Regions from separate parts of the Arachis hypogaea genome. Here region 2 is linked to region 1. The links are chromatin contacts, called in public Hi-C maps. All regions are on one chromosome and are shown on one strand. The core of a region is the stretch at or near the end of the contact, and the rest is flanking DNA. Distances in the headings are between cores, read along the strand shown. Region 1 holds the start of LOC112696583 (phosphatidylinositol 4-phosphate 5-kinase 9). Region 2 holds the start of LOC112696586 (ras-related protein RABC2a).

Region 1 (5,444 bases), core at 1,143-3,642:
CTCTATAACTTTATTATGGCCTTTGAAGGTGGTTTCCTCTAGAAAATGTTACCATGTCCATTAGAATATAGAAATAAAAGCACACAGATCCGAGCGGAGAAAAGAAAGAACAATAGAATTGGAAAAAGATCTTGTAAAGTGAAGAAATTGATAAAGTGGTAAAGTAAGGGGGGTTAATCAGTATTGAATTTATAACTTCAATCATTTGTGAGACTTACTATCTTAATTTGATTAGACACTTATTTTCTCACTTTACCAATCTCCAAATTTTAGAGGAGCTTGATCCAATAGAATTATCACTTGCAACAAATGATAACTAATAAAGAAGATTGAGTTTGCTAAAAGTTAAAATGGTTAGTTATACCTTATTCCAAGTTGCAGACTGAGCATCAGATCATAACTCCTGTGACCTTTGATGATTGCTTCACCAGGTCTTTTTATCTCTCTTGCAAACTTTCTTTGTCGACGCCTAGCCCTTCTAGACATGGATGTAAACATATCATTCAACACTACTTCACTTATTAATACGCCTTGCATGTACTCTCGTTCCAAGATTGGGATCTTCGAATTAACCTCTTTGTTTATATCGAATGCAGAATCATGTCCAATCACTTTCTCAATTGATACCTCAAGACTCCAACGCCTTTCAAGAGAAACATTTGTTCTACTAGACTGGTCCAGATTTAACAGGTTTCCCTTTGCAAGTTTATGAGGCGAAACACGACTGGATCTCTGATTCTCACGAAGCTTGACATCTCCAACCTGGCTCTGCTTTCTCAAATCCGGCAAAAGCCCTCTTTTCCGCAAAGCTTTGAGGTAGATTTCTTGTACGGATGGAAGACCGCTGCCTTTAGGATAAAAAGTTCCTTTACCATCTTTTAGACCGAGTGACCAAGTCCCAACATAGCAGCCTCCATCACTCCAGGTGTATACTCCAAACCCATGCATCATGCCATTCAACCAATTTCCTTCAAATGAATCCCCGGTTATCCATGTTAGAGTACCTTTCCCCAACATCGTCCCGCCTTTCATATTCCCCAAATATACATTCCCATTTGCCCATGTATACTTCCCAGGCCCCTCTGGTGTTCCTCTTATCCAAGAGCCTTCAAAGATATCTCCATCCGGATAAACTTGGTAACCAAGACCGTGCTTAAGATTCAATCTCCACCGCCCTTTATAGGTCAACTTATCCGAACCAATATATGTTCCGGTACCATGGACATATCCACCAGAGAATTCACCCTCATACACTGCTCCAGAAGGCCATCTAATTTTCCCAATACCATTTCTCATACCCCGTCTCCATTCGCCCTCGTAGACGCATCCATCGGACCAGACATACACACCATGGCCCTCGGGCATATTGCCAAGAAGTGAACCACAATATGTTTCTCCATTAGGAAGCAAGAGTTCTCCAACTCGAAACCCAACGATTTCAGAGGAATGATCAGCTTCACCATTCGTCCATATAGATAAGTGATCCGATTCGGAAATGGCATCAAGAGATTTGGTTCTGTCAGCACAAGAAACTGCTCCTCCATCCAAATGATCAGCAACTATGGCCACAGGGCCAGACATGCATAATGACCGAAAGGAAGATTTCCTTGCAGAAATTAAAAGTATCCCAATACCTCAACAGCTAAAATATAAGAATAGTTGCATAACTTGCCTTGAAAGTCTGAAACAGAAGAAGAGGAGCCAGAAAAAAAATTACATCAAGTAATTAAAAATATTTTACTACTCAACTAAGAAGACACAGAGATTGCCTAGAAATCCAATAGCTTGTTAGATTTTATAAAAACAAAGTTTTAAAAGAAAAATAAAGGACAGACCACAACTCCAAAGAATACATAACATATTATATAAGAAAGAAAGTTAGAACGGATTTTCTCATAATGGAAGGTCTGCATTTTGTTCATTTCAGAAAATGGAAAGGACAAATAAAGCAGTATATATCAGAAAAGACAGATTTTGTATTGGAATATTTAGAAAGTTGAAATAAGAAAAAGGCGGTTACATAATTGATCATAACATAGTCAAACATGATTCGTGAACGGAAATGGTAGCCATAAATGGAAAAGAAAAAGTTCAACACAGTGGAGGAAGCAAGAGAGAAGAGAGAAGAGAACCCTGAAACTTGAATGAATGAGAATGAAAAACGTTAAAATTGATGTTGAAGATTGCGAAAAAGTTTCAACTTTCAACCGTGAAATTGTGGCCTTTGTTCACAACCATAAACACCCAAAGATTAAGAGCTTAATTACTAATCTTAATCTATCTCCTCTTTCTTTTCATTTATATCTTTGTTTATTAAGAAGGAAGATTATTACACCAACACCAACATTTTTATGGCGACAACATTATTGTTGTTATTAAGCTTTTGTACAATAAAAAGAAATGACAAAATTTAAATTTTCTTTCTTAAATATATACTCCAAACTAAATTTTTTGGGCTTTCTTAAATAAATAAATAAATAAATTTATTTTTTCAAAGTTAAGGAGTGAAACTCGAACTCTTGAGGGTTTTAGGTGAAGAAGGGAGACTATTTTGAATAGAGTTTCATTTTAAATATTTGATACGTGTAAAATATTTTATACAGTAATATAATCACATCTGTTCTTTTAGATAACCATTCAATAAAAATAGTAATTACTTTTGATGAGGTGATATTATATAATTAGATATTCGTATAAAATTATTTTATCATGTGATAGTACATCAAAATTAAATTATTTAAATAAATGTATTAGTATTTACATTTTTGCCTAGTACGTAACAAATTCGTTGTTCTTGACTGCGAAATCAAAGAAGAAAGCAATTTTGCATGTGCTGCATGAGAAATAGTGGAAGAAAGTCTCAAAAGCTATTTAACAGTATTGTTATTTTTATGTTTGGTAAATATTTTACTTGAGTAGAAAGTGAAAGTAGCTGAAAGGATAAAAAAGTAAAACGACAAAGAAAAAGAAAAGAAAAGAAAAGAAAAGGAGTAAGAATGAACTAATAATGCACAGTATTAACATTAATTAATTGAATAAGAACAAATATATAACCAGAACATTTGAATGATGATAGTTTATTGTGAATTGGAATTTCATTTAAAAATTTGTTATTGGCCAATAAATTATTGTAAGTATAAGATTAAATTTGAATTTTCCATACTTGTTTATACAAAAGGAGCCACTCAGATAAAGACGTTTAAAATATTTTTTTAAAGATATTTTTTAATAATTAAAATTTAACCTATGTAATTAATTAAACTGTATTATATATATATATATATATATATATATATATATATATATATATATATATATATTGAAAACGCTAAATCTTAACCTCTTGATGGCTTAGAGAGAAGAGAATGGTTAGGATTTAGGTTCTTAAAATTAATATATATAATAAGAGTATTTTGTCATTTTTTATAATAAGGATATTATAGTTATTTTTTATTAAAAAAATCGTAATTTAGACCGGTTTAAGATTTAAATCATCTATTTTTGGTCAAATCAATTTGTCTGATCTAATTTTGACAAAAATAACACGATTTAATCAATTATATATATTGAATTTTAATTACTATAAAACATCTTTAAAAATAGATGTTTTAAATGTCTTTATCTAAGTGATCAATTAGTGAGTTATCCACTAGATCAACCTAACTTGGTTAATAAATATATTTTTAATCATAAATATGTTGTATTATTTGAATATAGATAAGGAATATATAATAAAATTAGAATTTAGAGTTTAGAATTAATACTTTATTTAAATTTAAATTAAAAAATTAGGTTTTAGGTTCTCCTGACTAATCTTTTATTTTTATTTTAAAATTAAAATTAGATCAATTTGATTTTAGGTTTTGTTTACAAATCTTTTATTATGGAATTGATAGTAGAAATATTAGGTTTTAAAATTGATTGGGTATCTTTCATTTTAGTTTAAAATAAAAAAATTTAGGATAGTGTTTGGTTATAAATTGTACTTATTTTTATAATTGTACAAAGTTAAAGGGTCTTTTTTTTTTAAAAAAAAGACCCAGTAAAAAAGTCGTTTGATCTCTTGTTGCATATGTAAAGGAGACTATTTTTACTAACGTTGCGCGAACTAAAAATTTTCACTTAGACTATTCGCTCCTGTTTATTTTTGTTGAGAGATGACATCCTAAGAAACATATATTCCACATGTCATCGGTAAATGTATTATTACCCAAAAATACAATACTTATCAACTTGGCCTACGGACATATAGGGAATCGGTAGTAAAAAAGCTCTCAATTAGATTTAAACAATATCAACAACAATAGAAATTCAAAATTTATATTTTAGTTAAAATTTTTAAAAAAATATGAGTTTATAAACATATAAATTTAAAACGGAACAATTAATAATTTTCTAAAATTTATTAAAATCATCAAAATTCATTAAATTATTTCCAAGATTTTTTATGTTAATTAGTTTTTTAAAGTAGCATACACTATAAGAAAAATGCTAATTGTCGTCGAATTTATCGATGGATTTACTAAAAAAATAGCCAGTAATATATTTACCATCGAAATAAGTCCGACGGAATAAATTTTGCCAGTAATTATTTACCGGCAGATTTTTTCGTCGCCACTAATTACTGTCGAAAATTTTTCATTGGTAATTTTTCCCGTCGGTTTTCTCCCGATAAATCGAACGGTAAACTTAAATTTTAAATTTTTTGAAAATTTGTTTAAAATTTAATATATAATTTTAAATATTTAACATTACAAATTTTTTATTTGTTTGTGATACTTTTTTAATGAGTTACTAAAAACTTTCATAATATATTTTATTTGTGATAAATTATAAAACTCCTTAAATAATTAACAAAAACTCTCACTACTCTTAATCCAATCAATTATAAAACAATTGAACCCAAACAAATATTTACTCAACCCATACAAAAAAAATTATCATAACAAGGCTTCGAGAGAGAGGACGACGGAGGGTGAAATCTTTCTAAAACCCTAAAATTTCAATGTCATCGCCACCGCCACCGCCATTCATATCTTTGCCGCTATTGCCGTCATTGTCTCCTTTGTTGAGGTAATGCTTAGATCCTCTGCTTATGCATTGTCTTCTATGGCGGGTTCTATCGCTGGTTTTGGTTTTGCTTTTGCTCCAGTGGCTTGAAGCACTCAGAGCAAGGTGTCAGCGCGGACGCGGTGGCACTGGGTGGGGATATCTGGAAGGCGAGCGAGCGGGAGTCTCTGGAAGCTTCGATTAAAGCTGTGTTCGAAGCTATTGGATCTCGTAGAACTAATTCTCATGTCGTTCCAAGTCATTGCGGTGAGAATTTCTTCCTAATTTGTTCTTGTTTAGTTCGGGACTTAAATTTTCTCACTCACTTCCGTTCAAAATTTGTTCAGACAATCTCCGTGTTTGTGTGAAAGGTAAATTGAGTTTGAGTTCTCTAT
Region 2 (5,444 bases), core at 1,849-4,348, 250 kb before region 1:
TTTCATCCCCTTATCTCACACTTCTTTCTCAGATGATCACTCAACCATAGGCATGTCCATATACACCAACCATAGGTAGATAAGGTTTTATGCCAATCTTTGTTGGTTTCTAAGTTAGTCCTAACTCTTTTGGGATATAACTAGAAGTTGCTAAACTTGAAATGATGATGGTTTATTGTTCCAATGATAGAATATTGGATTACTGTTACAGAATACAGATCAGCTCTATGAAAGTAAGAACACAAGATTTTCTATAAAAATTCGCAGCAGAACGAAATAAAAATAATTTATGAAATCTAAGAAGACAAATAAGAAATTTAGATTATAAATAATTTAGGCATATGGAAGACAAGACTTCTTATTTCCCGTGACCTTAATAGTTAATAATAAGAAATTCAGATTATATTGGTCTAGTAGTAGATATAATTTTTGACAGGAGATGTTATCTGATCTGTGTCGCTGATCCCATCTAATGGGAAAAGGTTTAGTTGTTGTACCCGAATATAGTAAGATCAGAACCAAAAATCTTATGGTATTCCATTAACCAATTTCTCAACCAGCTTACTTAGATATATTATCAAGCACAATAGTAAAATGTAAAAGCATGGACTTACTCTGTCAACTTTGTTTCCAACTAGTATCTTCACACAATCTTGATTAGTTGAATAGAGTTCCAATTCCTTAGACCACACTTCCGATAAGTTCGTGAAGGTTTCTCTCCTCGTGACATCGTAAACTTAACAGAGACAATGGGGAAAAAAGCTCAAAGGAATTTGTAAATAGAAAGCTTTGAATAACATAACTTAAGCATATGCATATCTTATCTTACAAACTGATGGTTCCGGAAAGATCTCAATAACCCCATAAAACATCAGCTTAACAAATTCTTAATGCCAAAAAAAAACACAAAACACAATAGGATAAAATATGTTGCTGTCGCAAACTATGAAGCAAACTTGAGGAGACACTGCTTACCCTGGTTGCTATTGTAAAGGCCTAATTATAGGAATCGGAGTTTGAAGAAGGGGAAGGAGACCTTGAACAGGAACAAATGGAGGAGACTTTTGTTTGGAAACCTCAAAACCATGGTTGGATTTTCAAACAAAAAGCCTACACATGTTACTGATAATTGTTGTCACTACATAAGTTAATTTACTACATATATTTAACTCAAAATCCTAAAAGCAACCCCCTAATACTGCTTTCCACCGGGGTTCAAATAAATATTGTAATTCCTAATAAATTCTAAATTTTGAAGTTTTGTATCCAGCATCCTTCTATTCTAAGAAATGCCAAGAGCATCAACAAAACAAGTTTTAAATTCGAAAATTTTCACATATATAAAATCATTTTAGCATTTACCGAGAATGATTCCTTGCGCTCCTCTGTAATAAGAACTCGTTAGAGTCCTAAACCTTTCCTGCCCAGCTGCAATAGATGTCATGTTATTTCAAGTCAATATCTTCACTTTAATTTATTCATTTATGTCAATCCACAATCCATTCAAAAGAAAGATTCTTAGGGGCATTTTACTTTATCTGTCTAAACTTTGAACCCAATTTACTTTCTGTTAGAAATTAAGGTCTGATGTTCAAGAAACGGAAGCATAAAATTTGATTTGAAGTACGATAATTTACCAGTATCCCAAATTGTAAGCTTTAACCTCTTCCCAGCCACTGTCAACACCTTGATCTTAAAATCAACACCTGAGGATATCATAGAATTAAAAATTATATCATCTCAAACCTCAAATCAAATTGTTTATAGATTTATAGAGCAGTTAACTTATGCACAATGACATAATAAATGCAATGTAACTTGTCAACTGAAACTCAATTGAAAATCACAAATTTGACACTCAAAAACTTCAATAGTGCCAGTGAAAATGACAGATGGGCAAGAATGAGACAATGCTAAATACTAACAGTGTCTTTTTCTTCATGATGAACAAACAGAAATAAAGGGTAATAGGTAGTGACAATAATGAAAATGAAATCACCAATTGTTGGTGCAAGATCTTCAACAGAGTTGGAAATGAAGGTAACAAGAAGGCTACTTTTTCCAACACCAGAATCACCAATCAACAAGATCTTGAAGGAGAGATCATAGCCACTGCTCTGGCCTGAGGATGAACTCATTCTGTGACACAATGCTTATGTGTGTGTGCTTGTCACTGACTCCAAAAAAGTTGAGTGAAAGGAACTTGTGCTAGTTCAGGAGGAAGAAAGTAGAGAAAGAGAAAGCCTGAAATAGCAAAAAGGGTGTGTTTGAGAGAAGCCAAAGAAAAGAAAAATTAATCAAATAATGCAACGCTAACCTGTAAAAAATGCAATGGGGCATAACTCCAGTAACATGTTTCATTTATTTGCTGTTTTATGAGAGAAGGAAATAAGGAAATAACGAAATATTCAAAAAAAATTGGTGTTTTCTCATTGGATTTTACGTATTTTTTAAAACTACGGAGCAAGACAATCCGCTTTTCTTATATTTACAATATCTCCTATTATATTGTATATTATAATATACAATACAATGCGGGTATATTATCATGTTTCCACAATTTTAAAAAATATTATAAAATTCAGTGATTGAGTATTACACAAAAATTATACCAATACATAAAAAAATAAACGTCATTTTTCTTTTTTTTGTCATGAAAATATTCAAACGTTGAAAATTTTAATAATAAAATATTTAATTTTACAATATTTGATGATATTAACATCTTTCATAAGTAGAAATTTCAGTCCTCAATTCTTTTGTAGGTTCATAATTAATTATTTCTTTTAAAAATAATAATATCTAAAACATTGTGTCAACTTTATAGTATTTACCAAAATTTTAAGAATAAAAGGGAAGGAAAAATTGAAATATGACCGCAGCAAAATTTAAAGTTAGCAGGTCAGGATCATACACAAGTATGCAACCTTTGCTTGAATTCAAGAAAAAAAAAAAGGAAAAAATATCACCTGTGATGAGCAAACAGATATTTAAAAAAAATAATACTTAACATAGACCAACGTATATATTCTTTCTTTTATGATTAGATCTGTTACTTTTTTTTTTCTCTTCTTCATCTCATGTTTTGGTTTCTTTCTTCTGTTCCAAGCCTTATGCGGTGCCGTTTTTTAAGGAGTACAAGGTTGCTGTCCCCACGTGCGGTGAAGGGATTGGATTGGTGTGGTTTTCTCTGAAAGCAATGCTATTCAACCTGGTCCAAGCAAAGCATTTTTATTTATTTATTGTTTAAACAAACAAACAAACCAAAATGGAGGTAATTAAGTTACTTTGGTTTATGAGTTCAACCTTCAATCTTATTGCTTTTGTCTCTCCACTTAATCATTTATAACACGTTACTGTTCCCTCTTATGCTGCCAAAATAAGGGAATGCTAGCTGCCACTTGGTTATACTTAGCTGTTTATTGATTCTTGCCTCTCGTCCATTGTTCCATTCTCCTCTTCAAAATAATTAAACTTTTTAACATTGCTGTAACATTCACACAAAAATGTAAAAAAATATTAGTATACACTAAAATTTAACCGCCAAATTAATTATCCATTTGAATATAGCACACATATTTGTTGCATATTGTGTATTCTAATATATCTTTATATGAATAACTAATTCACTAGCTAATAGCTAATCTTTAGTATTGACAAAGGAAAAATGTCGGTAAAGATTTTTATATAAATATCCGTTACAAGTATAGTTCTAAACCGACAATTAGATCTCAATCAATATTTAAATTGTTTGTCACTTAAGTAAATCCAATAAAATTAACCGAAGTATTTAGACCTCGGGTCGTCTTTTAAGGAATTGCAGGGAAGTATGACTATTATTGGTTATGAAAAAATATATTTTTGGATTTTGTAACGAAAAACAAGAAAGTAAAAATGGCAAGAAAATAAAGCAACAACTACAAAAACTCTTAGCAAGGAAAGAGGATTAGAAATCCTATCCTTATTATCATTATCTATTATGATGATAAATATGAATTGCCTTCACTTAGTTAACCTCTAACCAATGGAGGAAAGTCAAGTGCATACAATCAACTTAAGTTCATAAGTCTTAGTCAACACATAGTGAAAGGCTAGCTTTTGTGAAGTTCAAGCTAACCGGCAATCTTTAATTACCAATCAACAAAAGATTTTTGATAACTCAAGAGTCTTTAATTGATCAATCCAAGTTAAGAACATAAAAATCTATTTTAAAATTCAACTAAACATTTTATCAAACACTTGGAAGGCATAAAATAAGAACATAGAAAATTAACAAAGAATATTAAATCTAAACAACAAATTGCAAGCATCAATGACTAACAATTAAAGAGAGTAAAACATGGAAAACATAAATTGTATTAAAAGAAATCTAACGGGACAAGAGTTCATAAACATAAAAATGGCGAAAAAGGAAAATTTACAAGAGAAGAAGATGAACTAAAGTGCTTAAACAAATAAAAGTAAGAGAAAACTAAATTAAAGGAAGATTGAACCTGAACCTAAAGAGAAATTGAAAGAAGAAACCCTAAACCTAGAGAGAAGAGTCTAGAAAACTACATTCAAAACCTAATGTGTGGATGAAAAGTGAATGAATGGATCTCCCCTTCCAGCTTCACTCTGTAGCCTCTCATCTGTATTTTCGGGCCTGAAACTGGGTCAAAAGTAGCCCAAAAATTGCCCCCAGCGAATTCGCTTTACTGAGGCACGTGACGCTCGTCACTCGTACGTATCAGCCATGCGTACGCGTCGCTGAACAAATTTCTGATCACACATACACGTCATCCACACGTACGCATCGCTTGCCTGCTGCACCAGTCACGCGTACGCGTCACCCATGCGTACGCGTTGCTGCCAGCTTCTTAAATACTTGATTTCTTGTGTTCCTTTCACTTTTGCATGCTTCTTTTCTATTCTCTAAACCATTCATTCCTTATAAATCCTGAAAACACTTAACAAACATATCACGGTATCAAATGATAGTAAGAGAGGACTAAAATTAGCAATTATAAGGACAAAGAAGCATGTTTTCAATCATAGCACAAAATTAAGAAGAATAATGTAAATTATGTAAATTATATGCATAAATGTGAGAATAAGTGACAAAATTCACTCAATTTAATACAAAATAAACCATAAAATAGTAACTCATGAGGTATACATATAATCCTACATGATTTTGCAAGAACATATAATTTTTTTTACTTTTTGTATTTTGGTTATGGGTTTTGAATTAATATGAGTAGAAATAAAAGTAAGGAAAGGGAAATGACTGTGGATTTGGGGTCATGAAGAGGCAACCCGCGTGATAGCCAATCCAATCCAAAGCCGAATGAAAGGTGAAGTGTTATTGTCAAAAGGGAGTGACACCAATATGTATGGCCCATTGTGACAAATCTAATCACTAAACTTCTCCATTTTTTATTTTTTAGTTTTTTACATTCGAT

The links. A called contact is a pair of places that touch in the nucleus more often than the background predicts.
Region 2: a Hi-C map of an unstated tissue shows a contact between it and region 1, with 4 times the contacts expected there. The contact joins the promoter of LOC112696586 here to the promoter of LOC112696583 in region 1. A contact is called at or near these places in 4 of 8 Hi-C or Micro-C datasets (leaf and an unstated tissue).

What each region holds. Positions count from the first base shown.
Region 1 is chr6:46,988,474-46,993,917 of arahy.Tifrunner.gnm2.J5K5, reverse strand. It overlaps LOC112696583 (phosphatidylinositol 4-phosphate 5-kinase 9), which reads right to left and starts at 2,392. Exons shown (of 9, transcript XM_025749403.3): 1 at 2,133-2,392; 2 at 365-1,681. The coding sequence starts at 1,581.
Region 2 is chr6:47,235,906-47,241,349 of arahy.Tifrunner.gnm2.J5K5, reverse strand. It overlaps LOC112696586 (ras-related protein RABC2a), which reads right to left and starts at 3,098. Exons shown (of 7, transcript XM_025749406.3): 1 at 2,318-3,098; 2 at 2,000-2,244; 3 at 1,638-1,706; 4 at 1,363-1,428; 5 at 615-736. The coding sequence starts at 2,138.